6 separate regions of the Mus musculus genome follow, and regions 2, 3, 4, 5 and 6 are each linked to region 1. The links are chromatin contacts, called in public ChIA-PET, Hi-C, HiChIP or PLAC-seq and promoter capture Hi-C maps. All regions are on one chromosome and are shown on one strand. The core of a region is the stretch at or near the end of the contact, and the rest is flanking DNA. Distances in the headings are between cores, read along the strand shown. Region 1 holds the start of Nemp2 (nuclear envelope integral membrane protein 2). Region 2 holds the start of Mstn (myostatin). Region 3 overlaps Gm31867 (a long non-coding RNA gene). Region 4 has its middle 21 kb from the start of Gm31867. Region 5 overlaps Gm31955 (a long non-coding RNA gene). Region 6 overlaps Gm31955 (a long non-coding RNA gene).

Region 1 (5,232 bases), core at 1,102-3,601:
AAAAGTGTGAGGAGCGGGTGTGGCAGCAGTCCCAAGAAGGCGCCAGGGACTGCAGCTAAGTCTTATGACTTGCACCTGACTTCCTCATACACCTGAAAATAAGCCACAACCGTCGTGAGAGCTGCACAGGTGCGCCATGATGCTGGTGGTTTAAACAAGTCCATATTTGGTGGAGACATGCCCCTGCCGCCCTGATTGGCTGAAGCTGCGTGCCTTGGTGAGGTGACATGGCCTGCTGTGAGTGGATGAGGACTGAGAGTATATAAGAGTGAGAGGCCCGGGGTTCGTGGGAGATAGATGAAGAAAAAGTTGAAGCGAGAGAGATGAAGACGGAAGTTTGCTGAATAAACTGCCGTTAGAAGGACTGGTGGTCGTGTCGTTCTTGCTGGTCGAGAGCGGACGCGACAAAAAAGAGCAAGCTTCCTTCTTCCATGTCCTTTATATAGGACAAAGAAAGATCTGGAGTAAAAGTATGTCTTCCCACTTCAAATGATGAAAAGAAAAATTCCTCAAAGGTGTACACAGCCATTTGAGTTTAAATTAATTCCAGATGTAGTCAAGTTGATGACCAAAAATAGCCACCATACCTAAGGATATTAAATATTTATTGACCATTTGTATTTTTACCTTTGAAAACAACCTATTCAATTCATCTACCAATTTAGTAATTAGATGGTTTAATTTTGTTTTGTTTTGTTTTGTTTTTTGATCAGCGCTGCAAACATATGTCTCTGCTTGTTCTCTATCTATTGAAGACAGCTTTAAGAAAGTACATTAGTCATTTGGTGATATGTTTCTTTCAGTTGCTTTCCTTAGCATTATCCCAAATTAACCAAACCAGTTTGAACAGAATTGGAGCAAAAAGTTGCTTTGCAAGAGGCATACCAAGGGGATCCAGGGAAAAAAAATGATAAAGGACAGATTCCAATAATGAAGGTTTATTTTTAAAAATCAGCCCCTAATAATTTCCTTAAAAAAAAAAACTCTGAGCTTTTACAGCCACATACTAGGTATACACATATACGGGGCATTTGGTGAAAGCCTCCTTTAGATAACTCAGAGACATTCTTTCCTATTTAGACCATTAAAAAAAATTGAAGCTGAGTTATTAAAAAAAAAAGATTTCTATTATATCGAGCTTAGTGCTGTTAGTGGAAGACTGGAATTAGAGAAAAGAACACAACTTCTTACTCTAGCTTTGTGTGTGTGGTGGGGCAGGGATGGGGATCAGAGGAAGGTTAAATTAGGTCTCATGTAGCCAGACTAGCCTTGGATCCCCTATGCCACTTAGGCTCACCTTACCCATCATTAACTCTGTTTCTCAAATGGTGGGATTACAGTCCACTACCACCACACTCTTCTGCCCTACTTCAAGTATGAAATAGTAAGTCACACTGAAAGGTTTCCAGAGACCAAAGAAGGCTTGCTCTTAACACAGAATTATCCTGATCATCAATAAACCATAGGGCTCAGAAACTGTGAGTCTCTTTCTAGGACAGACTATTCTCTTGTGGTTGGTGGTGGCTTTCTCTGCTCCCCAGAGTGGTTTACTGTGCAGCATTCCAGTTTCTTGGAGTCTTCTGTCTCAATAGGCTGACTTTAGAGAGCTATCATCTCTGCCAGGTTGGTTATGTTTAGAACACTCACTATATCTTTGAATTTTTAAAAATACAATCTCATTTTTAAAAGAAGGCTTATTTTTTAATTTAAGTGTATGGGTGTTTAGCTTGTGTGTATGTCTGTGTACCATATGTCTGCAGAATTCAGAAGAGGGCAGTTGATTCCATGAAACTGTAGTTACATATGTTTGGGGCTGCTGCCATGTGCACGCTGGGAAACATGGGTTCTCTGGAAGAGCGATAAGTGTTCCTAAGCACTGGACCATCTCTCCAGCCTCCAGATCTCTATTAAAGTAACACTTTATTAATAGTGAACTTATATAACCCTTTTGGGTTTTTTTTTTTTTTTTGAAAGATACTGTGTTCATGAGCTTAGACACAAATTATTTAAGCACCAAATTTCTCAACTTGTTGCTTAAAAAAAAAAAAAGGAAGAGGTGAAAGGAGGGACAAACAAACAAACAAGTCAGGCTTTTGTCTAAGTGGGGCTTGCTGGTCTTATTTCTGAGAGGGTGCATGTGAAGAGCCTGCCTTTCTGAGTGGCCCGCACCAGTGCTCTGAGAACCCTGCGCGGGGCTCCGGCGTGTTTTAAACTGCCCGCCAACTCTGCAAGCTGGCCCAGGAGCAAGAATCGGGAAGGCAGGTGATCGCCCCCTGGAGGCCACTGGGAGAGCCGCTCGGCGGACCGCGGAAGGGCGGGGCCGCAGCCGGCTCCGCCCCTGCAATCCCCTCCCTCCGCTTTCCCGCTCTTGGTCCGCTGCGCCACTTCCGCCGCTCTGGCCGCGATGCTGCCTAGGTTGTGGTGGCTGGTGCTCTGGCTGCAGCCCCTGGCTACACTGCCAGCGAGCGCGGTGCACGACGAGGAGGCAGCGATGTCAGGTAACCCCGGCTCCGGGCGGGGGGGCCTCCTTTCGGCGCCGCAGGGTCACGCGCGGCCGCGGCCAGGCCCCGCCCCTGTCTGCGGGCATCGGATACTTCAGTGTTTTGGTTTGTTCAGGATCACACCGCTGGACAACCGCACAGCTGGCCCTTTGTCTGCAGTTTATGTCTGAAACCTTATTTTATCTGTCTTCAGAAATCTCAGGAAACTCAAGGCTAGAGAAGGATAGAAGCTTCAGAAAGGAACCGAAATTCTGTTTCTGATTGGCTGCTGTGACCTGGGTAGCTGGTCATATGCAAAATACTGCTGATGCTCCAGCATTGAACCAGGTGCACAGGAAGTCTCAGTGAGCTACTCAGACTGTTTGGGGTGCTTAAGATTCTGGCTCAGAAAGCTGTAGCAGCAAAACGCAGTCTCCACGAGTTTAACATTTATTTCTACCATTCACTACATCCTTCAAAAGATTGCTTGTTTGTATTCTTCATTACATGGTCACTTACAGACTCAAGGGAGGCTGTCAAGATACAGACTTTCAATTGGATAATATTCCGACACCGACAAAGTTAGTAGGGTGTCTAAGACTGAAAGAGAGAATGGATGTTCAGTAAGCAGTTATTAGCTTCTGTCACACCTTGTGCCCATACTGGTATCTTGCAGTGAGTTACACCTTAGGGGACGGTCTGTGGTCAGCTTTTCATTGAACAGGAATGTGTTAATTAACTATTTTGTGCTATGCAGGGCTGATTTGCTCTAACTGCATTGTCTTATACTGATTATTCATATATGCCCATTTTACATGCTAGAGAACAAAGAATTGGTAGTAAATATAATAGGTACTTGTGAAAATATAAAACAGTTTGAGGAGGAGGGCTCCTGGGCGTGGCAGCAGAGGGGTAGAAGTAGTTATATAGATTCAGAATCTTGGGCTCTAGTGCAGTTGTTGATTTAACCTGTAGGTGTCGTATTCTCCAGGGCACACAGGTATTATTTCTGCTCCTTTTATTTGCTTCAAGGAACTCAGTTTTTCAAGTTTTGCTGCTGTATGGGTCACCATATAGCCCTAGCAGATCTGGAGATTTTTACATAGACCAGGCTGGCCTTGGCTGTACAACATTCCTGCCTCTACCTCCCAGGTGAAGGGTTTTCAGAGCTGTACTGTTGCGCCTAGCTTAATAGTCCTCAGTTGTGTTAAAGACGCATGTAAATGTTCACCAGGACTTTCTTTCTGAGAAGTGTAAGATACCCAGGAGATGATAAAATTCCAGTTCACAGCTGAAAAGAAAATGGCAACTTCTGTCTTGCCATTCCAGATATTCCTTACGTTCACATAGGAGGGGATCACTGTCCTGCAGTGTTGAGTGACACCTTGGGAACCCTTGGTTGGCTAGGTCTAAGAACTGCTGCTACTGTAAAAGCTATGGTCTTATGAGGGGCCTGTGATGAGACAGCTAGACAATAATCTCTCTCACCCACAGGGAATGTATTTTTTAAAAAAGCACTGCAGTACCGAACCTTACATGCCCCCCCCCACCCAGTGTGTGTGTGTGTGTGTGTGTGTGTGTACATTACATATCACAGCAAGAGATTTATAATTATAAATCAGAGCAAGAGATAGTTATTACAATTCATTACAATAAAATATTGTGGAAAAATTATTTGAACTTACATATTTCTACTTTGAAAGATTTTTTTCATTTAATATTTTCAGACCTTGGTTGAACACAAAAACTTGAAGCCTCAGCAAGTGAAATTGAGTGTAATGGAAGACTGGGGGGGTGGGGGTGGGTTGCCTCTGATGACGTCTAAGACCCTTTCCAACTCTGAGAATCTGCTTTGGGTACTTACACGCTGCCATGGCACGAAGAACATCCATTCCAAGGCCAGCCCTCTGATACCCTATTTGTAGAAAAGGCAGACGCTTGTCATAGAAGAGAAACGGCAAGTCAAGCATGACTCTTAATTTGAAACCAGTAGGTCAGATCCACGAACACTGCTTCCCTTCACATGAGGCTCTGGAATGACGTCCCATGCTTCCACTCCAACAAGAGGTCATTTGAAGTTCCTCTGTGGCAAAAGAAAATGTCTAAAGGTAGAATCCGACCTGTATGTGTGTTAGTTAGGATGTGCTAATTTCAGTTCCATTCTCATGACACTGGAGAAAGAAAAATTAAGTTTTATATTCAGGTTAAAAACAACAAACTGGTACTGGTACAAGAGACATGTTACTTATGTAGTTTACATCTTTGAAAAATGTGAATTAAACTAAATACCAAGAAAGATAGCAACTGCATCTGGACCCATTCATTATCCTTGAACTCCCACAAGGAAGAAGGAACCAGTTTAATGAAGCCAGTGGCAGCGTTTACTGTATTCTGGTTCTGGTCACATTAGAGGATCAATTTTCTGGTTGCAAATTGTGGAAGGCTAGGTTCCCAGAGGGGAATGGTGATGAAGGTTTTCTTGTTTGTTTTGTTTTTGTTTTTGTTTTTTGTTTGTTTGTTTGTTTATGGGAAGTAGTTGCTCAGGCTTGAGAAGTGCTTGTGGTTTTCATTTTTAGAAGACTTGATGAGTAGGTTTAAGTACTGCCTGCTCCTCGGGTTATGACTAAATATTCTTACCATATGTCTGACTCAACTTTTTAAGCTAAATATACTGAGGCATTAAAGAAACTAATAGCAAGAAAAGCGTTAAAGGAGCCATTTACTTTTGACTTATTAACAAAGCAGGAGATGC
Region 2 (5,232 bases), core at 1,036-3,535, 430 kb after region 1:
CTTAAAAGAAGCTGCCCTGGAGTTTCAGTGCTATTATCAGAAAGCAGCAGACAGCACGGGCAGTTAAAAGCACAAGAAAGTAAATAACATGGTAATAAATAGGCAAAATAAAAGAAAATAAACAAACAAGGAAATAAATAAAGGGCATTTGTTCATAAAGTCAGAGCTGAGTGAATGGCTCAGGCTTTGCCCTGCCCTGCCCAGGCTCAGTGGGGAATCTGGGTAGCTGGCAAACGCCTCTGTCGTCGTTATTATTATTTTGCTGGCAATCTGAAACATGTAGGTGAGCTCAGTTCCTAGGCCTAGTGAGATGTCCTGCAGGCTGCGAATCCCTTGCCTTCATCTGAAGCACTTGAGGATAATTTGAAGTAAAAGGCTTGAAACAAAGAGCAAGCCCTTCTGCTTCAAGTATTAATTACCTATGAAAGGGACTACATTTAGCTACTTATATTGCTAAATTATATGCCTCAAACCCCTTTAGTTGAGAAACTAAAGATAAGAGAAGCTAAGTACTGTGCCGTCTTTGTCATCGACTTAGAAGAGGCAAAATTGAGATTTGAACTCAGGTTTATTTGACTCTTCAGTCTCAGCTCACAATGGCAGTACAGTCTAAAAAAAAAAAAAATCACAGGATCAATTTCCTCTGAGGTATATAGCAGCATGTGTAATGATAATTATGACATCGAAAAGAATTCTATGCAGAAAAATGAATTTTCCAGACAAATCTGACTTTATAGGCCTGCTCTAATATTGTCTTGTATAAAGAGGGCCAGATCACCTCAGGGTGTCTGCTTTGTGTCTGGTTTTCCTTCATCTTTAATGGTGGGCAAATCTAGTACATTATGGAAGCCCACTTTTTTTTTCCTCAAGAGATATAGATGCCTCTTAAAAATTTGATGAAAATGCATTAACTTTTCAAGCTACTGAGCTGCATTTTAGTTCACTGAGGCAGTAAATTGGGTGTATACTGTACAGGAATGGTGGTGACCTAAAAATAAATATTTGATACAAGCCACCATAGTCTCTTGGGGTGTGTGTAAGGGGAGTAATGAATTAAAATTCTAAAGACTCCTCAGCTTCCCAAACAGGAGGAGGAACTCTGTGGCCTGGAAGCGTCCTCTGTCCCTGCTGCTGTGTTTGTTCAGCTCTTTAAGAGTTCACCCCATTCGATCTTGTGGCTCCTAAAGCCAAGGGTGAAAGTTTGATCCTTGCAGAGGCCACTTAAATTCAGAGAACAAAAAGCACCATTCTCTGCCCTAGACTCTAGCCCAGATCCCTGCCAGGTGTCTGCCCTCTGGTCAAAATGAGACGCTGGCAAAGGGGTGCTAGCCTGTGACAGTATGGGAACGCAACAAAGGACACCCCTCTACATGCGACTTGCTCTTTGTGTGCTCACGGGACCTGACATCATTCACAGAGAACACAGATTGCACTTTACTGTCAGCCCTGGAAGTCTGAGTCAAACTGAAATAATGCTCCAGCGCTACTTACAAAAATCCATTATCTACTCGGCCTAAGTACAGAGCCTGGCCTCCTCGCTGACAGGATTCTGTTGGCAATCAAAAAAAAAAAAAAAAAAAAAAGCAACACTCAGTCTTTAGTCTGTATCTCTGTAATAGAAAATAGCAATACTTATAAGCTGAAATCAAGCACAGGTTTTATGTTAGTCAAAGCCATTAAGCTATCAAAAGTAAACCCATGTACACAGAAACGTCCCAGGACTGGTTTGTAATATGTCCTGACAAATAAGCCATGAAAACAAGCTCCTCAAATTACTGATGCAACTTTTTAGCAGGGTCACAAACTCAGCTTTCTTTAAATTAAGTCAGCTCTTCCTAGTTTTTACTTCTCTAATTACCCAGCACTTAACGCATATTTTTTCCCTCAAATATTTGTTTTAGTAACAAAACAGCACTCCAAGTCTTAAAGGATTAACATTTTCTATTTTAAACACAAAATCTAAATTAAAAATTACTAACTTAAATGATAGCAAGAGTTTTACAGAGATTAATAAGCTTTAAGTACAGTTTATATTAGTACACAGACTTCAATTTATCAAATGTCACATATATCTTTCATGATTTGGGGATTTATTTCATTTATGAAGTAGTCAAATGAATCAGCTTGCCCTCGACTGTAACAAAATACTGCTTGGTGACTTGTGACAGACAGGGTTTTAACCTCTGACAGCGAGATTCATTGTGGAGCAGGAGCCAATCATAGATCCTGACGACACTTGTCTCCTCTAAGTTGGAATATAAAAAGCCACTTGGAATACAGTATACAGGACTCCCTGGCGTGGCAGGTTGTCTCTCGGACGGTACATGCACTAATATTTCACTTGGCATTACTCAAAAGCAAAAAGAAGAAATAAGAACAAGGGAAAAAAAAAGATTGTGCTGATTTTTAAAATGATGCAAAAACTGCAAATGTATGTTTATATTTACCTGTTCATGCTGATTGCTGCTGGCCCAGTGGATCTAAATGAGGGCAGTGAGAGAGAAGAAAATGTGGAAAAAGAGGGGCTGTGTAATGCATGTGCGTGGAGACAAAACACGAGGTACTCCAGAATAGAAGCCATAAAAATTCAAATCCTCAGTAAGCTGCGCCTGGAAACAGCTCCTAACATCAGCAAAGATGCTATAAGACAACTTCTGCCAAGAGCGCCTCCACTCCGGGAACTGATCGATCAGTACGACGTCCAGAGGGATGACAGCAGTGATGGCTCTTTGGAAGATGACGATTATCACGCTACCACGGAAACAATCATTACCATGCCTACAGAGTGTAAGTATATCTGTTAAAGTATATCAACAGTTCTGCTGACTGCTGTCCTAGTGTTTATGAGAAACAGATCTATTTTCAGGCTTTTAACAAGCTGTTGGCTTATATGTAAGTAGCAGAGAAAGGAGATTTTTTTTTCCCCAAGATTTCCTGAGAAACATACCGACAATGAAATCTGTCTTGCTTGTTTCCTGGCAGTGCCAAATAGCTCAAAGTTAATATGCTGGCTCAGCTTTAATAGTATTTAATTTTATGCGGAAAATGTAGAATGCTTGTGTGTTCAGAGTCTCACACTATAATGTAAGGACTGTGAGATTCTATAGGCAGTGTTAAAGCATGAGAAATTTACAATTACATTTGTCTAAAATGTGCACTAGTTTCCCCCTGACTCACACTAAAGAGAGATCTCTGCTGGATGTTTATTTGAACACTGTTCCACAGTTAGAGTGCTTTCTGTTATTTAAAACTGTCAGTCTCAGAGCTTCTATGCTCTTGACAAGCTAGAATATTAATTGTGAAAGCTACTGCACTGGAAAGTTAAAGAAGTTAAATATTAAATGCATTATCATGAGCCACGATGAAGCAGGCATAGCAAAATAATACTCAGGACCGAGTATCAGAAAACACTCAGGAAATGAGCATTAACTGGGAGGTCATGGTGTGAAATGCTCCTGTGCCCCTTCATAGCACCGCACTGAGAGCGTCCTGGCTGTGAGCGTCCAGGCAGGAACAGTGATCGGTAACCCTCTAAAAGATTTAATTCTTTATGAGAGGGAGGGTGAGGACCGTTACCTATAACTGCCACATTGCTTCTGGGAGATAATACATTTCAGGCAGTTCCTGTTTGAGTTCTCCGAAAAGCAAGTCAGGTAGCCTTAGAGAGCAGGCAGAACACGAAAGATTTCTGTGCCATGTGTCTGAGATCTTGCTTTAATACCATGCTTTAAACACTTAAAACCAGACATGACACAGTTTCAAACCAGCCCTTTCCTAAGCGGTCAGGTTACGATACAGCAGATAATTTTCATTTATGACTCTTGGATCAAACAGTTCAGGAAAAAGTCTCCCTTATTTACATGGGGTTTGGAAAAGCAATTGTTAGTGCTGAACTTGCAGTGAGAGGCTGGCCCCAAGGCCACTGCTTTCTGATTTTTTAGATAGCTTGAGCATGACCTCTGAGGTTTTTGCTAATTAAGTTTTTGTTGTTCCTTGGAATAGCTCTTCCAGAGCCCAAGTGTCACAGATGTATTATATTGTTTGCCATTTCTGAGGTTGGTTAAATCGCTCCCTGTGTCTTGTCTCCAGGTAATTGAGGCCTGGGGGAAGGGTTCCTTCCTCCAGACTGACTGGTACAGCTGCTCAGTGAGTGTAACTGCTCAGATTCCCAAAGAATTCTAAGTGGACGTTCCGGCACGCTGTCTCTTAGTCTCTAATCATCATCACTTGAAAATTTCATGTGCTGTTCATTCTTTTACAAAATATCCCTTAGCCCAGAGTTCTCTGGAAGGGGAGTAGAATCTACATAAACAGGTGAAAATACAGATGTCAAAAAAAAAAATTCTGAAAAGCTAGAGCAACTATTTTCTCTGATGTTTCTTCTGAACTATGAATGAAGTTCCACATAATATTTTATTTTAAAAGACCACATACGTACACACTACCCCAACAGCTGATGTTAAGGAGTGAGTTTATTTGTGTTTTGATGGGGCCTGATGTCAGTCATTTTCTTCTTATTCCTTTGTAGCTGACTTTCTAATGCAAGCGGATGGCAAGCCCAAATGTTGCTTTTTTAAATTTAGCTCTAAAATACAGTACAACAAAGTAGTAAAAGCCCAACTGTGGATATATCTCAGACCCGTCAAGACTCCTACAACAGTGTTTGTGCAAATCCTGAGACTCATCAAACCCATGAAAGACGGTACAAGGTATACTGGAATCCGATCTCTGAAACTTGACATGAGCCCAGGCACTGGTATTTGGCAGAGTATTGATGTGAAGACAGTGTTGCAAAATTGGCTCAAACAGCCTGAATCCAACTTAGGCATTGAAATCAAAGCTTTGGATGAGAATGGCCATGATCTTGCTGTAACCTTCCCAGGACCAGGAGAAGATGGGCTGGTAAGTGATAACTGAAAATAACATTCTAGCAACCGTGTTACATTTTTATTCCTGACATGAATGATAATAGTGAAAAAGAAATACTATTTCCTATGCTCATAAGCCAGACAAAGTATCTTACTCCAAAGGTAGGTGTGTACCCAAAACAGTACACACCTACCTTTGGTGTGTCAATCTCATGTCCCATGAGGGACATGAACCCCTTGGTGTTCTTACTTAGCATGAAGACCAAAAACCAATTACATCATGTTCCTAATTCCACAAGGAGGTCCTTACTAGGAATTAGATGTAATGTCCTTTTCATTGTAAGTCACATAATTATGTATAAAC
Region 3 (5,232 bases), core at 1,002-3,501, 380 kb before region 1:
CAAACAATAACTGCTTTCTGGAAAGTTTTACAGGAATCTTTGATATAATCCCGTGGATTTAAGACACCATCTCTGACTATCTCCAGTTCTATCATTAAAGAGTTTGGGCTTGATCACTTCTCTTTAGAACCTTTACCTGAGAAGTGGGACTTTACATAGAGGTGGCCTTGTTTCCTGAGCAATTGCAGCACACAAGACCCTGTCAGCTACACAGGTAAACAAGCCCTGCCCTGCCCTGCCCTGAGATTCCAAATCCCGCCTCAGTCTGAGGCTCACCTTGCTTCTCTGGGCACATTCCTCCTGTTTCCTATTTATAGAAAGTGCTCATTTTAATCCTAATCTTCTGAAACCAAACAAACTGAACTGAGAAGGGAGGGGCACTCGAGTTTTCCATTGTTAGGAACAAGTAACTCCAGAAAGACATTGAAGGTTCAGGGCCCACAGCTTCTACAGGGAGAGACTCTTCTGAATCCCATGGACCAATATGTTCTACATAGAAGCTGAACAAGTGCAGAATCACAAAACACTCATGTGGGAAGGAAAAGACATGACATATAGTCCTCTGCTTTTGTCTTTAGAGTGTGCATGTATATGGGTGCGTATGTGTAGGTTGTATGGGTGTGTGGGGAGGTTGTTAGTATCCGTTGTCTTCCTCTATCACTCTCTCTCTTTCTACCTTTAAATCTGAGACAGTTGCTCATTGAACTTGGAGCTCACTGATTGGCTAAACTGGACTCTTCTGGATTCTTCTTTCTCCTCCTCCTTCTGCTGTGGTTGTAAGCACATGCTACTGTGCACCCCCTCCTGCCTGTTTACATGCATGGTGGAGGATGTGAACTCAGGCCCTCATCCCCCGGGCCTTGTTTAAAAGGGCAATCCATAATGTAACATCCTGACCCATACTTCTCAAACACACGTTCTGCAATCAATCTGCCTCAGATCCACCTATGAAGCTCTGACCAATGCTTTGGCTTTACCCCAGGCTTGTAGACTTCTAAGGTCCTGGAAACGAGGTGAGAGGGGACTCTCGTTCTCAGGCTCTCAGGGGTCCTTCTTCAGACAGTCTCATATATTCTAGACTTAACTCCAACTTGATATAGGGCAGAGGATGCTCTTGTTCTGATCCTCCTCCTCCCCCACCTCTGTGCTAGGATTACAGGGCACATTACCAGGCTCAATTTACACAGTGCTAGGGGTGAAACCCAGAGCTCCTTCCAGGCTGGGTAAGCACGCTAGCAAAGGAGCTGCATCCCTAGCCCCTCGGCTGGTTCTTACACATTCAAGGCTGTGGCTGTGCACGTGTCCTCTTTGCTTTTTAACTTAGATCCAATAAAATATAAGTGCTATATCGTTACTCTCTTGTTTAAGAGCTAATATTCAGGAGGTACATATAAGGACGATGAATACTAATGCAAATTTTCTGTTTTGCATACTTTTGCTTCCCAGTTACTTGCATCTACAGATGTGGAGTTCAGTGACCATGGAGGGCCGGCCATGTTCAGGTCCTAATTTACACTTAGGAGGTCCTGCATTCTAACAGCCATCAGGCAGCGAAGGTAGGTAGATGGTCTTCCTCTGTCTTTACCAGGGAAGGAGGAGAGATTTTCTGTGCCTTGGGAGTGGCAGGGTGTGCTTTCAGGCATTTAAGACGAGTGTGCTACCATACACTACTATTCTTTTTCGCACAGTATGTTCACAGCAGCCAAGAGCATTACTGGAACTGACAAAGGTATAGGTAGGGCTCTGTTTCCTGGTGAGAATGAGGAGAGGAGCCCCTCCTTGAGATAGAGAGAGGGAAATGAGCAGAATGTTCACAGGGCATTTGATATTGGAGAGATGCTAACCCAGGCCTTTGGCACTATATCTAGGCAGCTACACCAAGGGAAAAGGCTTGATCACTTGGTAAAAACATGCAGAAAACTGATTTATTAGGAAGCATGTGTAAATAACTCTAGGTTATAAGGAGCATATGATAACTCATTCAATGATGCAAACATGGAGGAGGAAAAATTACTCAGAGCATAGGAATTTAGCAAGGAAATAAAATGAAGGGAATTCAGGTATAATCTAAGCTACAATAAAACAAGTCTTGGTAGTGATTTAAGCATTTTGAGCAAAACAGACAGGCAGCTTTTAAAACGAGACTGTATGAGTTTTATGTAGCCTGTGAAACTCTCCCTTGGAAAGAGGCTCTTTGGTGAGCATTCCAGAAAACCACAGAGCCACTGGGCTCAGTGTATAAGAGTAGGCTGTGTTGAAAGTGCAAGAGTCAGAAATGACACATACCTAGAAAATGACCGAAAGCTAACCAAGGCAGTACAGAGACATCCATTCTTCATTCTCCTGCAGGGAAGAGATTAGACTACACCTATCTCAGGCTCCTCTTCCCTGGTTTCTCAGAGAAAAGACTTCAGACTGGCGGTCAAAAAACCCCTAGATTCTAACTCTGTTTCTGCCCCAGCTTATTTCAGCCACCAAACTTAAAACGGCAATCCTGGATTTCTTTAACTAAATGAAAGAGGGTGTTTCAGTCAAGTTTGAATTTAAAACCTGTTTTCTCTATTTTGGGTCAGTACAAAAAAGGAGTTATTTATTTTGAATGTTACTGCTTTATGGTTTTTTTTGGGGGGTGGAGAGTTGGATCCATCAAAATGATTCATTTTAATTAGGGACAATCGTGAAACTGTACCATTAACCTAAACAAGACATTATTCGGGTTAGACGATAGAAGCTATTGATTGAGTAAGTTGGGTCCAGACTTCTGTCAAGAAGAATAATTGTGTTTTCTTACATTCCAATGGTAGAGAAAGGTTGTTTTTCTCCTTGGAGGTGTTTAAATGGGGACAGTACACAGAGAACTGATGTGTCTTACGGCTTGGAGAAGTTTCCTGAGCCAAGATGACAGAGAGGAGAGAAAACTCTAGTAAGACTGGGTGGTGGCCGTGAGGTCTAAGTCAAGCTGCCGGCAGAGGAAGGCTGTCCCCACCTAGAAGCCTGTGAGATGGAGTGGGCCTCTTGACTTGGGCACTGGACTGTTAACAGGCTTACCTTTATAGTGGTGGCAGTGTGATCTTTGGAGAAGCTGTAGCTAGCTAGCCAAGTGTGTCTTTGGCAAGAGGGACTCTAACAAATTCCTCTGTGGCTCTCAGGAGTAAGAGGAAGCTATTTTCTGAGTTATGGCTGGTTGTATGTGGAAGCACATACATTCCACAAGACTTGCACTGGGGCATTCAAGGAAAGCACTCTTGCTGCCCCCATCACCACTTCTGAGTACTTCTGAGCAGTGCAGAGTAGCCTGATGACATGTTGACCTGGGGACACAATTGTTTGACACCCAGTTGGGTGGTTCTATTGGTCTTGTGTGATTCTCCTGCCTTGGGAATCCAAGCACTCAGTACATAAACCCTGTCTTTGTCTTACTAGATCCTAGCATAGCATCCTCTAAATTTTGGTCAGTGTTCTTGCCTCTTCTTGACCTTTTTATGCATTGCCTTGTTATTGCTTCTGTTGTGGTCCACTTAAACATGAATGAATCCAGCTGTGGAGCCCACACCCATTTTACCAGCTCTTGGGAAGTGGGGACATGAGGATCAAGAGTTCAAAGTCAATCTTGGCTATTTGAGACCTCGTCTCTTTCTGTGGAGACCAAAGTCTTATCTTCTGGAGGGTCTTACCCTACCTCCTAGAACAATGGTTCATTCAAATAGGCTCTCAGTGCACAGGTTCAGGTCTCAGGAGCCTGGATTTTCACTTTGGTTCTACATTGTCTTGAACAAACTTCAACTCCTTAAGACTCAGTCCCTTTACTTAAAATGTTGATAATAAAGCTTATGCCATAAGGTTGATTTTAATAATTACACGACACAATAGCCTTCACATGTGAATGGTGCATGTGTAAACGAATGTTGATGGCTTTTATTGCTAGCACTCAGAGCTTATCAGAATGAGCATGGTTCAGAGGGACAGTGACTAACGCTTATAGCTGCTCCACTAAAAAGGAGTGGATTCCTTTCATTTATCTGGATTTCTTCTGACAACCTCTGAAACACGGTACAGAGACAGCCTATGCACCCAGGAACTCCTGTGTGCTGGGTTTCATTTCCCACACTGGCTGCTGGTTAGACCATAGGTCACTAGGGAAGAAATAGAATTGACTTGCATTTTTATGTAACTAGCAATTTAGCCACCTCTGGTGCAGTGATCTGTAACATTATATACCCAATAATCAGTATTTAATGTGTGTGTCTTCATCCTTACTTTGGGAATACATAGCTAATATTATTAAAGTATGTACTCTCAAAATCCACACCCTTCTGCCGTCCATTCCCTCATATCTTGCACAATCTCTCTTCCTCTCCTTGTCGCCCACCGCCTCTCTCCCCAGGGTCTCTTGCCTTGCAGGCTGTCCTTGAGCCTGCTTTACAGCTTAGTATGACATTGAATTTCTGATGCTCCACCTTTACCTCCCAAGAGCAGATTACTAACACCACATCTGGTTATGTGGTTGGGCATAGGGTCGCTTGCATGCTAGGCAAGTACTCTACAATTAGCTGCTACACACCCTGCTCCTGGGTTATACTTCTTAATTGTTTTAGAAATTCTTTTCTGTGCAAATTTCTTGTAAATCATGCTCTTTGAACACTACTTAATAAAACAGCACCTTGAGTGCTTCTGAGCCTCCTGTGCATGTATCTTATCTAAAGCAAACAAAAGGACTTTACTCCCCCCTGTAAATCTCTTTATGGCCCCTGAAACTTTGATTTAGTCACCATGAGCACACCGTGTATTTTGCTAATGACAGTATGTAGTCGTTCTTATTCTTATTATGTCTCCAAAGGCTGCTGTCACAATATTAGAAAGATCGATCGATGTCTTAAAAATATTTAATCCCAAGATCATGAAAAATTAATAGAAATTGACTCACCAAAAATCATGTCAAATAATAATTTCTTGTGTGTAAAATGTCTAGGTTAAAATGATTTTTTTTAATTTTCTGTTTTTTGTTATTAATTATTTTAGGTTAACACACAAAGTAATGGGTACTCACATGTTGTTATGCTCTCATCCACTCCCGTCCATAATCAAATCAGCTTCCCTAGCTGGCCTTCTTTCTCCCTCCAGTTGCTCCTCCCATTCTGCTCTCTTACTGCATGTATTTCAAATCTTTTAGTGGGTTTTTAAAGAGAATTTGTTGTTGCTAAGGAGACAGGGTCTGATCTGAAAATAATCTAA
Region 4 (5,232 bases), core at 1,290-3,789, 350 kb before region 1:
GAAAGACTCAGTTTCAAGCAATTTGAGGTGGAAAAGAGGATGAGAAGGACACTAGTGTTGATGTCTGGCCTACATATGAACACATACATGAGCACAAACATGTGAGCGTAGGTACAAGCATGCACGCACATACACACATCCTGGGTCTAATTGCATCTATACATTCTTATTAGTAATTGATATACATTAACTACAATTTCTATTGTCTTCATCCTGAAATCTTTTAGTGAAAATTCTCAACATTTCAGATCACTTCAAGTGTAAGATGAACATAGGATCTGTCATAAAGAAGTAGTTTGTGAGCTCAATGTCCCTGAGCGAATGCACTGAGCTCAAAATAAATCCAGGTATGACAAAGTGAGTGAGTTACACAATCTCTACCCATCATCTGTTATCCCTCAGCTGTCCCTTTCTCCTTCCCAAATGAAGATTTTAAAATAAACCATAATGATTTTGCAGAAACAAGTACTAAACACATACCTACAGATAATGGGAGAGGACATGGCCAGGACCATAGAGATATTATTTATAATTTAGAATCCTCTGTTCACATCTTTGAAATATGTTGTCCACTCCCTGTACAGAGACTATGGTCATTAAAGTAAGCCTTGTCAACCTTCTCTTGAGCATGCAACTATAGACATGCTTAGCATGTGATCTGTGATGCTATAGTTCCTTGTATAATAAAGACTGAATTTTGTGGGGGCAGGACAGGACCACTAGACTCCAGCAGCTCAGTTTGCACCTTGTAGCCCTAAACTAAATGCTTGGCTTTGGGTGTTGCTGTCTAATCAAGCTCCCATGTAATTCCAAACTTAGGTCAAGTTAACTGAGCAGTACCAGGATGCACACCAGAATGCGCAGGAACCCCCACAAAAGTCTGTAAAGCTAGGATCTACCTCTCGAATTAACTCCCCACTGTTGGCCAAAGTTTAAAAAGAAGGAAGGACTAAAGAGTGGCAATAATTTGACTCCTTCCCTCCCTGGGTTGCATAGAATGTGATCCCATGAAGAAGTGGAGTCTGTTTTCCTATCCCAAAGATAAGTGGTCTGCCTTTGTAGTTTGCATTGTCTAAGAATGTGAAGGAGGTGACATTTTGCAAGTGTCAAAGGTAGCCTCTCAAGGACCACACAGATGCTTTTCCCCGAAGCTCCTGTCCAGCCTGGTCTGATCACTGAGGGAGGCCACGTGGAGCAGAAAGCTATACTAGTTACGGCCTCTTACCCCTCTAGCCCCAGACAGACTGCCAACTGACCACGAATGAATGAACAAGCCCAGCTGAAAACCTGCAGAGCCAGTCATGGCCAGAACCACCGAGCTGAGCCCAGTCTGAATCGCTGAACTGTAGTTTGTTTTAGGTCACAAAGTTTTGGAGTAGTTTATTAAACAGCAAAAGCTAAGACATAGTCCCACAAACCTTGGTGAGTCACACTGCCCAGAAATGTCAGAAAGCAAGTACTTTCCTTAAGGAAAGTTAAAGTTTTATAGAGACACTGAAGTCAGTGCTACTAAAAGTGCTGATCCACAAGGGGCCAAGGGCTGACCCCAGAGTGCAAATCCACACACTACTCCTTCTTCAAGAGAGTCTTCCTGCAGAAAAGAACATCATCTGGAACAGACAGAGCACACAGTGGCATAGTTTGCTTCTATTCTCTTGCAGGGTCCTAATGTTGATGTAAACATACATCATATGATGTAGTTCATAGACCAGCTGCAGTTTATATATAGTGACCCACGATATAAGAGCAAGAAATGCATTTTTTGTAAACAGTAAAAACCTTATGCCTTGAGGACCATATAGGCTATGTTAATTTTGTCATTATATGGAATCATCCAGACCCATGAATGATGTATCAGTGAATGAGCACTGCTGTGTTCCAACAAAGCTATTTAAAAGACAATAAAACTATTTTCATATACAGCAAGCTGTATTCAGAATGTGAGCCATAGTACACTGACCATGTCAGCATGGTTCATCCCCAACAGAGATCATAACCAGTTCTCTCTGTCTGTCTCTCTGTCTGTCTCTGTCTCTCTGTCTGTCTGTCTTTCTGTATGTCTCTGTCTCTCTCTCCTCTCTGTATGTGTGGTTACAATGTCATGATAATAGGCAAGATCAAGAAGTGAACTGAAGGCACCCTATCTTACAATGAAAAAAAACCACAAATGCTTAAAACCTAAGGTGTGTTCTATCAGGGATTGGATGAAATATGCAATCTGGAGGCAGTTGTTTTTAAGTAAGGAAAATATAGTGAGCAGGCACTGCCAATCAAATCCCTGGCCAAATCTTGGCAAGTTTTCTTTGCCAGTGTTGCCATCCCACGGACAGTGAGAAGCACTGTGGTGGTCCTTGCCTCCATTTCTCTTCCATCTCTCTGTGCTTACTTTCACTTTTGTCCCCACCGCCCCTTTTTTCTTTCTCATATCCTAGAAGAATGAGGTCTCAGGAGCATGGGAAGCAAGCAGCATCACACTCTCAAACAGGTTCAGAAGAGCAGCTGTTAATAATTCATGGCAGCCTTCCTTGGTTCCCTCTCCAAATACCGTGAACACAATGGACTCCTGTGTCACTAGAATACGAAACAATGACCTGTCTTATATCCACCCTGGGTTGGGCAGGGTGTGCCCTGGTCAGGAAGAGTCAAGAAAGAGCATAGAAGATACAGCAGCCACCATCACTCATGTCTCAAAAAACTTACTGGGCAGTCTTCCAAATTCTCATTATATATTTGTCCTGGTCTTTAAAAAAAATCAACATGATTAGCTACTTTGACAAATGCACTCCTCAAAATACAAACAGTGGTATTTTAAAATCATAAAAGTAAAAACAAAATTTTAAGTACTGTGTGCTTTGCTTATTTCACTGATATATGTATATATACCTGGAATCCATTTGTTAAAAAATCTCAATCTTTGAAAGGATTAACATACACTTTAAATGGAAATCTTCATATGACTAAGCTTTTCAAGTAGTTTCTTCTACTTAATATTTAACATTTACTTCACCTTTTGATTAAACCATTGGAACGGCTGGAAGAATTCCCATGTGGGAAAATACCACACTAGGAGTCAAAACAATTGTCAGCCACTAACAATCCAGCTCAAAGTGGTCAAACAAATTTTCTAGAGACAAAACATGGTGCCATGGTCACTAGGGAGGACTAGGAGGGACTGAGGCCCAGGAAATAGCATGTCAGGATGCCCTGACGGGAAGCTGTAGATAGGGAGAGAGCCTCGTAAACAAATGAGATTAAGGAAATCTGGAAATTAGAGAAAAGAGAAGAGGATGCCCGGGTCTGTACAAAGACGAGAAACTATAACAGGTTGGTGGCAAATCCTGTCTGCTTTTCTAGTTTTCCTGAGGATGAGCTCAGCTAAGAGAGCTAAACATTGCCTCTGCTGGCACAGGAGCAGCAGGATTCTGCTTCTGCCAGGAGGCGGAGGAGGTGTCCCGTGGGTTGCTGAATACCCCTTAGAACAAACCTCCAGGCTATTCTTTGTTTGACTGCTTTTCACAACCTTCTATGAGCAGCACTACACTCTTGTCCCCTCTTCTTGCCCAGACTGAGAACTTTTAGCATCATGTGAGAGTGACTCTAATTCCTCTCAGAATGCCACTGATATATACAAGAGGTTTTATGAATTCAGATTCAATCCATGAATTCATATTACAGCTAGCCCTCTTTGTCCTCAAATGTGCGTGCATACCATTATGTTTTTCTGTTCTTCTCAAATGATGCCCTTCATCCATCCTGATGTCTCTCCTTCCTCATTAATATTTAATTCTCGAATTATGTCAGAGCCCAGAACTCATTGCAATAACATCCCCTTTACTGTTAGTAAACATGTCTAATTAGTCATCCATATAAAATTCATCCCCTTAGGCAGAAGGACGGTATAATGCTTAGGCATACTTTTTCATATATAGAAGCACAGGTTTTGATTGCTACTCCATCTTCATCCTTCATGGTGTCCCACGACTATAAGTACTCAATAGAAATGTGTAATCCCAATGATTTATTCATTAATTCATTTACTCACGAAATGTCTGTTAAACAGCTATTGTCGGAAATAGTCTTTCAATTGGTAATAGTACAAAGATATGATCCTGTAGAGAATTTTAATCCAGGAATGTGGCTGTTTTGGCAAGGGATAATAGCCAAAGGTCTTCTAGGTCTGTGTGATCCCAGCTGGTAATACAGACACATCTTTAATCTCAGGAGACAGAGGGAAGCCAATCTCTGAGTTACTGGTTAGTTCATATTGTTGTTCCTCCTATAGAGTTGCAGACCCTTCAGCTCCTTGGGTGCTTTCTCTAGCTCCTCCATTGGGGGCCCTGTGTTCCATCCAATAGATGACTGTGAGCATCCACTTCTGTGTTTGCCAGGTACTGGCACTCCCAGTAACTGGAACCCTCTATCCTGAGTTTCCTGATTTAAAAGTTAGTCTAGTCTCTGTCTGCTTATCTTATCTTTCAGACTCTTGGAATACTCTCTGAGGATAGCCTGCCCATGCCACATACGTCCTATAAGAGTTATTCACCAATTTCACTTTTCACCTTTGAAAGGGAGTTGTCCGAGATCAGGTATATGATATGGTATATAGGTTTACAGATCTGATATGTTGACACTGCAGCTGTTCCCTCTAGACAGAAACTGGATCCTGAAGGTTCACAGCACTTTGAACAGAATGCCAGAGAAAGAGTTCATAGGAAGTAAGGAGAGGAAAGATACTAAAGACAGTTCCACAAAAACAGCTTTCTAGCTTTGGGCTCACAGGGCACAAGGTCAAGCCAGACTAGAGCTGCCTCATCTCGTCTCCCCATTCCAAGAGAGGATTCAATTTGCAATAATTCTGAATAGGATCCTATATGGTGTCATTCTGCGCAGGCTATGCAGGAAGAATATCTGCATACGGTACTGACATGCTGTGTTCACGTAGCCATCCTGAGCAGCCATGAAATACAGGATTCCAACCCAATATGGTTTCCCCGATGGACACCCCCTCCCTGCCCCCATTCATTCAGCAGAAAGGCAAGTGCTGAAAACAGTGGCGGGAGTTAGACACTCTTCCCTTTCTTTCTCTGTAGAAAACTGCTTTCACTTTTTGAAAAAGTAAAAACAGCAGCTGGGTATAGTGGTACATCCCTGTCTGTCATCCCAGCACTGTGGAAGAGAAGAAGGGTGAGGAGTGTAGCTGGTCGTGACTCCAAAACCAAAGGCATGAGGCCA
Region 5 (5,232 bases), core at 1,646-4,145, 300 kb before region 1:
CCACCAGGGTGTGTTCCCTCATTTAGCCTTCTGAGGCTGACTATCAAGGTCCAGGTATCAAAGTATTGAAGTCTAGCAATTGAAATCCCCTTTGGCTACCCTAGTTAACATGCCCAATTAAAATTAAACACCTCATCCTAACATTGGGTTTCTCCTTTTACCTTGTAAACTACCATTTTGCTATGGGTCATGTCTGTCTCCTTCCTATCCAGAGGTAGTCCTTGGTCTCCTTCTCTGAAACAAATACCCCTGCCCTTCTCTCTTGTTCTCTTCTTCTTGCCCCTCATCCTCTATCTCCTGTCTTTGTCTCTTATTCCCTGCCCTTGTCTCTTATTCCCTCTGGGGCAAATAAATATTCTTTGTGCTGAGAACTTGGTCTTAAGGGTTCTGAGCCCACAGTGATCCTTTTACACAGCACAGATGTTTCCTCTTCTTTGCAGGCCATAGTCCTATTATATTAAGTCCCCAAACCATAAAGCTTCATTTAATCATGGATCTTATATTCATGTAGGTTCCTACCTCTTGAGTGTTCCGCAATGGTGATTAGGTTGCAGTGTGGGTTTTGATAGAAATATTCAAACCATAAAGACACCTGTTCCATCCATTTTCCAGGAATGAGAATGCAGTCTGGATATGGCCCAAGAATAGAGTCCTGTGAGGAGAATTCTGAATGCTTGGGAGAACACTCCAAGTAAAGAAAAGTCTTGTGGCCTCAGTTTTTTCAAAAACAAGAAATTGCTCTTGGAATATGGTGTCCAGGTGTTGTGGACAAAAGTGAGTTTGCTTTAGATTACTCATTATTGCCCACTGATGTTATTAAATTAAATGTATTTATGTTCCTCTATGAAAAAATTTGCTTTTTCCATGTGTGGCTGGCTTTTCCTTGTAATTATAGACAGCTCAAACTCAGGAGAACTCTACTAATTCGACTTTTCTTAACCTTCAGAGTATATGTCTTCCGAGACTCTGAATAAGTTGACTAATGTGTGAGGCTTTAGTCTGCCTCATTTACCCATTTTGTTCTCCCAAGTCCCACTGAATCTAAAGTGGTGACAGTCTTCCAGTTTTCATCGTCTAATTTCTGAGGCATAGGTTAGCAACATAAGTTGGTCTTTGTTTAAAAGCAGATTCCCTCATTCTGAGTAAAGTAGAATTGAGCAGCATACATATCCTGAGCTTGGTTGGAGTGGTTGGGATAGGGCACAACAATCCCCAGTAGACCCGTTGGAATTAGGACCTGTTGACTTGTTTTGTGGGGTAGAGGTGGCCTTGCCACCAAACGAATACAACAGCAGGTTCAAACAGCAGGGGAAAAAAGTACAAAAGAAACTGAAAACCCTATGTCTCTGTTATGGAAGAAAACCATCCCTAATGTTATCAATACTCAAATAACAGCAGCACTGGGGTGGGGGTGGGGGGTGGGGGTAGGATAGTGAGACTGACTGGAGGCAGCTAAAGGCTTGGTCAGTGTTTGGTGCTAGGTGAGTGGAAGCCTCAGTTTCCATGATTTGACTTTAAGTTTGTGATGCCTTTTCTGAACCTCAGTTTCCCTATTTGTCAGATGGAGAAAATGATGCCTTTCTGTGGGTATTGTTATGAGGCTTAACCAAATGATAAAAGGGAAAGGAGAGGTTCCACTTCTCCAAGAAACCCCCTCTGATGGGATTGTAGAGGAACGACTCCTTGGCCTGTGCAGTGTCAAGGCAGGGATAACTGGAGCTGCTCACTGAGTACCGTTGTGACAGCTAATCTCTACTGCACAGAACCTAGTGAGGACTGATTTGCCCTGAACACAGGAAGAAATTGACCTTCACAGATGCTTTCTAAAGATGCTAGATAAAGCAAGGAAGCACAGAGAATGTGGCAAGAGTCTTCATGCCTGTGCTGTAGGTTGAGCTGAGCAAGGATAGGCACGGGTTTCCAGGGTTCGGAGCTTCTAGCCTTCTACATGGTCCAGGAGCCTTCGGTCAGCCTTAGGCCTAAGGAAGCAGTGTCTGGAGGCTAATCCGGATTTAGCTCCAACATTTCAAAGCCAGTTATGAAAGCAGGGGGCGGGTTGCTGTAATCTGGGTGCTGCCAGGCACGACCTGGGCCTGCTCTTCATTACCTGCATGGGAGCTCCCTAATAACACCTTTTCATATTTGCATGTTTGAGTGAACATGAAGAATTTCCAGTTTCTCAAAGTTGACTCTTCTTCTTCTTCTTTTTTTTTTTTTGGTGGTCCATTTTTTTTAATTAGGTATTTTCCTCATTTACATTTCCAATGCTAACCCAAAAGTCCCCCATACACTCCCCCCCACTCCCCTACCCACCCACTCCCCCTTTTTGGCCCTGGCGTTCCCCTGTACTGGGGCATATAAAGTTTGCAAGTCCAATGGGCCTCTCTTTCCAGTGATGGCTTATTAGGCCATCTTTTGATACATATGCAGCTAGAGACACGAGCTCCGGGGTACTGGTTAGTTCATAATGTTGTTCCACCTATAGGGTTGCAGATCCCTTTAGCTCCTTGGGTACTTTCTCTAGCTCCTCCATTGGGGGCCCTGTGATCCATCCAATAGTTGACTGTGAGCATCCACTTCTGTGTTTGCTACGCCCTGGCATAGTCTCACAAGAGACAACTCTATCTGGGCAAAGTTGACTCTTCTTAAAACACAAGTTTAATAAATATGGGTGCCAGTGAGTTTGAAGCACAAGCTGGAAGAACATTTCCCGAGAATTGTGTTTTGGTTTTTTTTTTCCAGATTTTCAAGCACGCACAATACTGAGAACAGAAAAAGAAGCTTTGGCAGTTTGAGAGTGTCCCTCTGAAAAGGGCAAGGAAGTAAAACAGGGAAATACAGCGGGGAGGGGACAGTAGTGGGGAGACTGGAGGGGACGAGAGAACAGAGGCAGATGACTCAGCCTGAGGGGGCTGGGAGGAGCCTGTGGGCAGGGCTGTCTGAGTGTGGAGTAGGCAGGCGGTTATGACTAGCATTGAATGGAGATAATTAAGAGCAAGTTGGTACCAGTCACTGCCAGCAAAGAAGAGAATGTATCCAGAAAAAGCATTTCTTTATTTCAGCACTGAATTCAAACACCTACCCATTTGGGTTTGAGAATTCCATTTAAAAAAAAAAAAAGTTCTGAAAACAGACCGTACATGGCTGTGAAATCTGACTGGCTTTCTTTCTGAAGGTATGTATGGGAGAGGACAACTTTGAAACTGTAAAGCTACACTGGAACATGCTTTCATTGAAAGAAATGCTTATTTAAAAATAATACTCATCCCATACAGTACATAGCAGTGCTGTTAAAAGTCATGTGCAAGTTATCAAATTTCAAGGGAGTATCAGCCACACACGGATTTCTCAGTTGTTCATAACGATAGGACTGAAACGCACGGCTTCCAGATCCTTTAAATAGCTTTTGGAGGGAAGAACATTATAATTAAGCTGCATCGAGTGTCACTGCAAAGAAGCTTCTAAATTACGGGTCTGAGTGGGGGCGAGGAATGCTCTTTGATTGCCTGACAATCAACAGCAGAAGATGTTCACATACGCGTAACCCAGACTCACTGTAATTATATCAGAAGCAGAAGAGGTGGGCGCGGCGGGAGCAGCCTGATTCACTAATCATTTGCTTGTTGTTCTTTCAAAAATCATCTTCAGACTAGTCACAAACACTCAGGAATTCATATTTACAGAGTGGCTCTGTATCAGAAAGGATAGAAAGAAGGACCAGTCCTTTCAGTGTGTCTCAGAAAGGTTGTCAAAAAATGGCCCAGGACACACTAAGAAGATGCTCCTGCTGTGGGAACTAGTGCACTCACCTGGCCTCAGCTGCTTTACTCAAAGCCTAATGTCAGAAACGATATTCCCCCACTTATTCCCATAATTTTTATCCCATTTCCACTCGGCTCCCTGTTGGCTTAAAAAGGTCCCTTTTTCTTTTAAGGCATAAGAATATGGAGGAAATGTCATAATATTGTGTAGTCTCCAGAACCTCTCTTGCCTCTTAAAGAGGCTCAGATATTGCCTCTTGGTGGGGCGGGGCACTGGGAAATCAGTGTCTTCTCCCCTGCCCAAGACAGGTACTATACCTGCTCACCCTCGTGCCAAGGCTTTGATACACACAGGCAACTGTGGGGCTTCATTGAGAAGCATGGAATCTAAAACCGACTGGCCAGAAAGGAATGTAACCTATCTTTCACGAGCCTTTGTTTTATGAGATGCTAAGACCTAGCACGAACGTGTATGAACTACATATGCAAAGAAAACATATCACATGTGATACAGCCTTCTAGACTGTGGCCTTTCTAGATATGTAACTAAAAACTGGTCTGAAATCCAGAAAACAAAAACAAAAACAAAAACACTGAACATTCCCTCTCAGTGGCGTTTCCCAGCTTCAGATCTTCAGATGTGAATGCATGGCGTGCAGCGACCAGAGAGACCAGGGAACTTAAAACAGCGACCATTGAATCTGGTGAGGTTACAGAGGGGAGTAGCAGGTGCGGTGAAGGACAAATGGAAAAAACGGGCAGGGAGAGCTAACGACAGGAAGAGAGGGAGAAAGAAGAGGCAAATAACTCTAAGGATGTGTGATAAATTCTCACAGAATCATACCATATTTACCTAAGTGTGTGTGTGTGTGTGTGTGTGTGTGTGTGTGTGTGTGTTAGCCTTAGTCACTGCTCCATTGCTGTGAAGAGACACTATGACCACAACTCTTACAAAGGAAAGCATTTGATTGGGGCTGGCTTACACTTTCATAGGTTTAGTCCATTCTCCTAAGGGTGGGGAGCATGGAGGCACGCAGGCAAGGAGCTGAGAGTTTGACATTTGGATCAGTAGTCAGCAGGAACTAGAGAGGAACACTGGGTCTGCCTTGAGCTTTCCAAACCCCAAAGTCCACCCCCAGTGACATACTTTCTCCACCAAGGCCACACCTCCTAATCTCTAGCACCACCATGCATTTAAATATATGAGCCTATGACCATTCCTATCCAAATCAATACACATAGTGATTCATATATTTATATGTACATATAAATATATATATACATATATACACATATATCTATAATTTCACATATACACTTGTACACACACACATATATGCCATTTGGGCTGACGATGTACTCCACAAGAGCCATAGATTACATAACAAAACACCCAGCACCTGGTATGAGAAACTTCCATTGTATTGATTAGAGTAGTTCAAGAGACTCTCCAAACAATATTACTGTTGTC
Region 6 (5,232 bases), core at 1,651-4,150, 260 kb before region 1:
GCTGTAGATCTGCATCATCTATCTATGGCTGTCTCTTTCTGACACCTACAGATGTATCCACCCACACATCTCCCCACACAGACCTACACTCTGACTCATATTCAGAACCGCTGTCAAAAAAATAATAAACAACACTACTCTCTGTCTAACTGTCTTCCTTTCAAATACATACTAAACTGATCTATCTACATGCATTTGTGAATCAACGAGCTTTGTCTGTCGTCCCTAGTAGACAGAATAGGCATGTATGCTTGTTTTCATATGAATTCAGTAAAAACTGATACACATTGAAGCAGATGGAGATGGCAAAAAAACCAAGGGTATATTTACTATAAATAACCCCCTGGCCATCACTTCTAAGTTAAACTATCTGGAAATTCTCAGTAAGTCCAGAGCTAATCCTATGTACCGGAGATAAGAGAGACTCCAGTTCAAGGTCACACACACCTGCCTGGTCCAGTTCAAGGCCACACACACCTGCCTGGTCCAGTTCAAGGCCACATACACCTGCCTGGTCCAGTTCAAGGTCACACACCTACCTGGTCCAGCACCTAATCTTTTTCAAGGGGAAGAAGAAATGATGTGACTATTAAATGATGATGAGGTAACATTCCTTTTCCTGTGTTTCTTTCACCCAGTGCCATCAAGTGTCTGAAACACAAGATCCCCGTGGAAGGACAAGAGCAATATCTCTGGGTAAACACTGACAAGATTGACCTATGAGTGTTCACTTTATGCCCATTTTATTTTACTTAATTCAGATGTTTGATGAGTGGCTCATGTGACTTACTAATCAGTAAGCTAATTAGGGGCAGCATGTTAGCCAGCAGATTCTGAAGGGAGGCCACTGAAATTAGGCCAACTCTGCCAGCAAATAAGGTAGCTGACAATCTCGGCCAAGCAGTTATCTGGAGGTTTATGAGCAGTAGATGAAATGTTGGGGGTGAGAGGGTTCATAATGTAGTAATAAAGCATTTGAGGGCTTTTAAGGCCCTCAAGAAAGCATTTCAAGGGCTACTTGAAGTTGTCTTCGCCTTGCTAGCTACCTAACCTTTGTCAATATTCTGAAAAAAACATACATACTTAAGGCTAAAAGCTAACATCTACATGTAAGAGGAAAATGTGCAACATTTCTGGGTCTGGGTCACTTTGCCCAGGGTGACTGTTTCTAGTTTCATCCATTTAGTAGCAGATTTCACTTTTTCTTAACATATGAATAATATTCTACAGTGTAAGGCTACCACATTTTCATTATCCATTCATCAGATGATGGACAGCTAGGCTGTTTACAATTTCTGGCTTCAGGTAAGGTTTTAAAAGCTATGAAAGTAACACACATCAGTTATTTAAAAGCCCATCTTTGATGGTTGGCTCCAAGCATACACATCTGTATTGGTCACTTCCCAGTTACCCCTCCACAAACTCTCCATCCCACAACCTCCCTTTCCCCCCTCTCCTTTGCCTCTCAGAGGGTACTTACCCCATCCCACCCTCTCCCATCCCACCACTCCAGCATCCCCCTACACTGGGACATCAAACCTCCACAGGACCAAGGGCCTTTCCTCCCATTGACGTCAGACAAGGCCATCCTCTGCTACCTATGTATCTGGAGCCATGGACCCCTCCCTGTACACTCCTTGGTGGTTGGTCTAGTCCCTGGGAGCACCGGGTGGTCCGGCCATCTGATGTTGTTCTTCCTATGGGGTTGCAGTCTCCTCTCTGGTCTTTCTGCCAGATCCCTCACTAAGGTCCCTGAGTGCAGTCTGATTTGAGATGTAAATGAATAGAATGATTAATAAAAATAAATAGATAGTTAGATAAATAAATAAATAAATAAATAAGCAAGCTTTGAGGAACACTTTGAAAAAAAATAAATAAAAGCCCATCTTTTACTGGAGGCAGACTGAGAAGAAGTCAAAGTTTCTGTTAACCCACCTCTTTCCCTCAGCGGTAGTCCTAAGTTCTCCCCTTTTTTGTTGTTAATATTTTTTATACTTAATAAAGGAAACTCCAGAAGTTAGAGAGGTTACATTATCCAAATAAGCCATGCTCTCAGACTTTTCACCAAAGGAGGGAGATGTTGTATGTAGCCAGGGTTCTTACAGGATATACAGTCCAGGATGCATATACTGCAGAATGGGCCCTGGCAGATTCAAAGCAAGAGCTCCAAAGCTTTGTTGCCTTTTTTCAACATGGCCTTAGACTCAGTTGGGCTCTTGAGTAGGAAAGAAATCTATGAAAGAGTCTATTTCTTACTCATAGAAGTCTGTGTAGCTCAATGCCTTTTAAAAAGAGATACGAACAAATTCAAGTTCTCTAGAAAGAGTCCCAGAAAAGGGACAGTGGAAGGGGTGGCTCCCTTGTCCATTACCCCGAGCCCCTGGTGACTCTTCAAGATAAAATTAGGTGGAAGCATGTGAGTCTTCCAAGGCCAGCACACCTACTTCCTTTAATAGGAGCTGCAATCAGTCCAGTCAGTCTATGACATTAAACAGAAGTCTGACCAATCTAAATTGGAGCTGTTGTGTATCAGAAATACCTATCCAAATGGACATAGCTGTTTGCTATTCGCTGGGGAGTAAAGAAAGCTGTTCTAAACAGTGGACAACATAGTGGTGCTGAATTCAAGTGTACGCTTAATGCTTGAGGTACACATTTGCTCAGCACGAAACACATTTCTACTTTTAATCACTCTTAGGTTCCCTGTGCAGATTGAAACTGAAAGAAAGATCTATAGGAAACAAGATTTTCACAAGAAGTGTATAAATGTTTTGTGCAGTCAAAATAGAGATAGGCTGAGGTTATCAAAACAGCGATATTTCGAAACAGCAAGAGCAGTGAGTCAGGCTCATACTACCAAATATAGCAGCACTACTTCTGACAGGCTCAGAGCAAGGTCAGCCCCAGGCAGAGCAAAGCAGTTTTACCAAAACGGCATCATCAGGAATGAGAGGGGTGCTTAGCCCTCCGCCCAGAGCGTCACAATGCTTTTAAAGCATGTTTATAAATATTTGCCTCTGAGCCGTTTTAGGGGAGCTTTTCATCTGGCTTCCAATGAGTCATCCCTAATCTGGTTCTCACCCCAAAACTCCTGCTTGGCTTTCAGTGAACACTGGGCCCAATGAGTCCATATTTGCATTTATGATGGGCTCAAATGAAGACAGAAAAGGTGCTGGAGAAGGGGGGATGTGTAAACATCAGCCCATCTTCCTTTCTCTGAGAGCTTGACAGCAATGGTGCAGCTATATCCTAACTGCTATTTAAGATAGTGTTTTAGATTGCTTTGGTAACTTGATAATTGTACCTGGTGTTGTATTTTTAAATAATTATTCTGTGCATTTTCTAGCTAAAGGCACCCCAGAATTCAAAACACTAATATGAAATTTTACTCTTACCATTATATTTAAGTTATTAGATTAAAAAAAAAAACCATTGATTGAAGGATACTTGTAGAATAAATTAGCTTTTCTTTGTTCTATATTGAGACTGAAGAAAATGAGGGTTATTCACTACGATTGTGTTTGGTCATTTCTATACCAGAGCTTTTCTGTCTGTGACTAGGTATGAACAGCAATGAAATATGTGAGTGAATCTCTGTCTTTCCATTCCTCAAAAGCAAGATTTGGGAGCTGAGCAGGTTCCTGTGTATGTTGAGATGAAGTTAATATAGAAAGGAAAGACTCTGAAGAAAAGTGAGATTATAGTGTTCTTCCTAAGGAAATGAGCAGCCCACAAAGCATAAGGTAGGTGGACTGGAAGATTGATTTTTCTGTAGATTTGAGTAACAGTTACCACCACAAAGTCCATATGTTAAATTGAACTTTATGGCTCCAGTCATGTTTTGTTTAATATTGCATCTTAAACATTAGGAAATAATGTCTGTTCTCCTTACTTCCATATCATTTTTTCTTGATATATACCGATTCACATATATTTAATTCCCCCCCCCAATTTTTAATATCACTTTCTTCTTAACTCTAAGAAAAACAAGTCTATTTGTACATAGATAAATTGTTGAGGTAACATTTTCACAGGCTCACATAAGAGCAAACATGAGAGCACATGCATGCACATTGTATGAAGGTATGTCTCTGTATTTTCTTTTTTTTTTTTCTTAAAGATTTATTTATGTATATGAGTATGCTATACCTGTCTTCAGACACACCAGAAGAGGGCATTGGATCCCCATAACATGTGGTTGCTGGGAATTGAATTCAGGACCTCTACAAAAGCAGTCAGTGCTCTTAACTGCTGAGCCATCTCTCCAGCCCATGTCTCTGTATTTTCAATTGTTAATTATGTACTGCCAGAGAGCAAAATGCTGGCGGGATTCTGGTATTGTTTATTTTTATAGTCTATTACTAGATTGTCTGTCTTATAACTGCTCATGCATCCTCACCTGCCTAAGGTTATCTAGGATTGTACCAGAGGTTGTCTCACCACTGATTGGTTATAATAAACATCTGATGGCCAACTGCTGGACAGGAAGGAAGAGGACAGAACTTCTGGACAGAGAGAGTGAAACAGGGAAGGAAAACAGTAGCAGAAGGTCTGAGAGAGGACGTGGAGGGACAGATGCGGCAGAACAGAGAAAGGTACAGAGCTAGCCACATGGCCAGTCAGAGGCAACATAGTCGGGTTAAGTTAAATGGTAGCTGGAGACTGTCCCAGCAAAAGGCCTAAGCTTTAAACTCTACTAGAAGCCTCTGTGTCATTATTTATACTGCTGAAGGACCTGTAGAAAGTCCTGCTATAATGAGTGATAGAAGTCACTTAGGCTTGTGTGAAGGAGACAATAAAGAATGATGGAAGCTGAAAAACAAAGCATTTGGCCTATCTAAATGAGCATCCATTTAGATAGTAGTGGTATTTATTTAATAGTATTATCTATCAAAATGGTGTAGCTAGATCTTTACTTGTTTTAAGAGAAGATTGAAAGTATTTATGCATTACACAACTAATTCAAGTGTTTCGATAATAAACAATTCAAGAGCTAGTGAGATGACTCATCTGGTAAAGGAAACTGTTGCCTTAGCCCAACAAACTGAGTTTGATTCCCGAGGCCAGGATAATGGAAATGGAGATGCACACATGCATACAGTGGCACATGCTCACATAAGAGCAAACATGAGAGTAGATGCATGCACACAGCAGGAGCCTGGAAGTTATAACCCTATGATTTGAATCTCAAGGATCTCTCCCTTCCTCCCTCCCTCCCCCCATGCCTCCCTC

Evidence for each region. Promoter capture Hi-C pulls out the DNA fragments that hold promoters and counts their contacts. Hi-C and Micro-C count contacts between places; a contact is called where the count stands out from the background. ChIA-PET counts read pairs in DNA pulled down with a chosen protein or histone mark. HiChIP or PLAC-seq counts read pairs in DNA pulled down with a chosen protein or histone mark.
Region 2: a promoter capture Hi-C map of liver shows a contact between it and region 1. The contact joins the promoter of Mstn here to the promoter of Nemp2 in region 1. A contact is called at or near these places in 2 of 39 promoter capture datasets (embryonic stem cells and liver) and 1 of 115 datasets of contacts at active chromatin or transcription factors (bone marrow-derived macrophages).
Region 3: a contact with region 1 is called in a FOXA1 HiChIP or PLAC-seq map of pancreatic cancer cells. The contact joins the enhancer-like site here to the promoter of Nemp2 in region 1. A contact is called at or near these places in 3 of 39 promoter capture datasets (cranial neural crest, maxillary cranial neural crest and second pharyngeal arch cranial neural crest), 7 of 115 datasets of contacts at active chromatin or transcription factors (DN3 thymocytes, bone marrow-derived macrophages, embryonic basal ganglia and 4 more) and 2 of 9 other capture datasets (embryonic stem cells and liver).
Region 4: a contact with region 1 is called in an H3K27ac HiChIP or PLAC-seq map of extraembryonic endoderm stem cells. The contact joins the enhancer-like site here to the promoter of Nemp2 in region 1. A contact is called at or near these places in 8 of 39 promoter capture datasets (the 3T3-L1 cell line, the C10 cell line, cranial neural crest and 5 more), 5 of 484 Hi-C or Micro-C datasets (3T3-L1-derived adipocytes, the HPC-7 cell line, bone marrow-derived macrophages and 2 more), 8 of 115 datasets of contacts at active chromatin or transcription factors (DN3 thymocytes, bone marrow-derived macrophages, double positive thymocytes and 5 more) and 3 of 9 other capture datasets (adipose tissue, embryonic stem cells and liver).
Region 5: a contact with region 1 is called in a Hi-C map of the HPC-7 cell line, with 4 times the contacts expected there. The contact joins the enhancer-like site here to the promoter of Nemp2 in region 1. A contact is called at or near these places in 4 of 39 promoter capture datasets (the C10 cell line, the HPC-7 cell line, HPC-7-derived erythroid cells and 2 more), 3 of 15 datasets of contacts at CTCF or cohesin (the NIH/3T3 cell line, large pre-B cells and pro-B cells), 9 of 484 Hi-C or Micro-C datasets (3T3-L1-derived adipocytes, the C10 cell line, the G1E-ER4 cell line and 6 more), 13 of 115 datasets of contacts at active chromatin or transcription factors (the SCID.adh cell line, T-cell acute lymphoblastic leukemia, bone marrow-derived macrophages and 9 more) and 2 of 9 other capture datasets (adipose tissue and embryonic stem cells).
Region 6: a contact with region 1 is called in an RNA polymerase II ChIA-PET map of memory CD8 T cells, with 55 read pairs. The contact joins the enhancer-like site here to the promoter of Nemp2 in region 1. A contact is called at or near these places in 2 of 39 promoter capture datasets (the C10 cell line and the HPC-7 cell line), 2 of 15 datasets of contacts at CTCF or cohesin (large pre-B cells and pro-B cells), 7 of 484 Hi-C or Micro-C datasets (the G1E-ER4 cell line, the HL-1 cell line, Th2 cells and 4 more), 10 of 115 datasets of contacts at active chromatin or transcription factors (the 230-238 cell line, bone marrow-derived macrophages, cardiomyocytes and 7 more) and 1 of 9 other capture datasets (adipose tissue).

The regions. Positions count from the first base shown.
Region 1 is chr1:52,628,354-52,633,585 of GRCm38.p6, forward strand. It overlaps Nemp2 (nuclear envelope integral membrane protein 2), which reads left to right and starts at 2,352. Exons shown (of 9, transcript NM_001142647.1): 1 at 2,352-2,498. The coding sequence starts at 2,405.
Region 2 is chr1:53,059,355-53,064,586 of GRCm38.p6, forward strand. Mstn (myostatin) reads left to right here and starts at 2,286. Exons shown (of 3, transcript NM_010834.3): 1 at 2,286-2,787; 2 at 4,529-4,902. The coding sequence starts at 2,412.
Region 3 is chr1:52,252,395-52,257,626 of GRCm38.p6, forward strand. All of the region lies in intron 1 of Gm31867 (a long non-coding RNA gene), which reads right to left. Among named protein-coding and RNA genes, the nearest start is that of Gm31867, 3.1 kb to the right of the region's middle. Within about 2 kb of position 2,252, at least 55 of the 459 cell types and tissues checked have an H3K27ac peak or open chromatin away from gene starts, as enhancers often do. A contact at or near this core is called in pancreatic cancer cells, where this site is marked.
Region 4 is chr1:52,276,967-52,282,198 of GRCm38.p6, forward strand. No RefSeq gene overlaps it. Among named protein-coding and RNA genes, the nearest start is that of Gm31867, 21 kb to the left of the region's middle. Within about 2 kb of position 2,540, at least 17 of the 459 cell types and tissues checked have an H3K27ac peak or open chromatin away from gene starts, as enhancers often do. A contact at or near this core is called in extraembryonic endoderm stem cells and hippocampal neurons, where this site is marked.
Region 5 is chr1:52,328,711-52,333,942 of GRCm38.p6, forward strand. The region is part of intron 1 of Gm31955 (a long non-coding RNA gene); the gene reads left to right. Among named protein-coding and RNA genes, the nearest start is that of Gm31955, 26 kb to the left of the region's middle. Within about 2 kb of position 2,896, at least 68 of the 459 cell types and tissues checked have an H3K27ac peak or open chromatin away from gene starts, as enhancers often do. A contact at or near this core is called in the G1E-ER4 cell line, the HPC-7 cell line, bone marrow-derived macrophages and 1 more, where this site is marked.
Region 6 is chr1:52,363,726-52,368,957 of GRCm38.p6, forward strand. It overlaps Gm31955 (a long non-coding RNA gene), which reads left to right. Exons shown (of 3, transcript XR_373401.2): 2 at 639-696; 3 at 3,562-3,942. Among named protein-coding and RNA genes, the nearest start is that of Gm31955, 61 kb to the left of the region's middle. Within about 2 kb of position 2,901, at least 30 of the 459 cell types and tissues checked have an H3K27ac peak or open chromatin away from gene starts, as enhancers often do. A contact at or near this core is called in Th2 cells, adipose tissue, bone marrow-derived macrophages and 1 more, where this site is marked.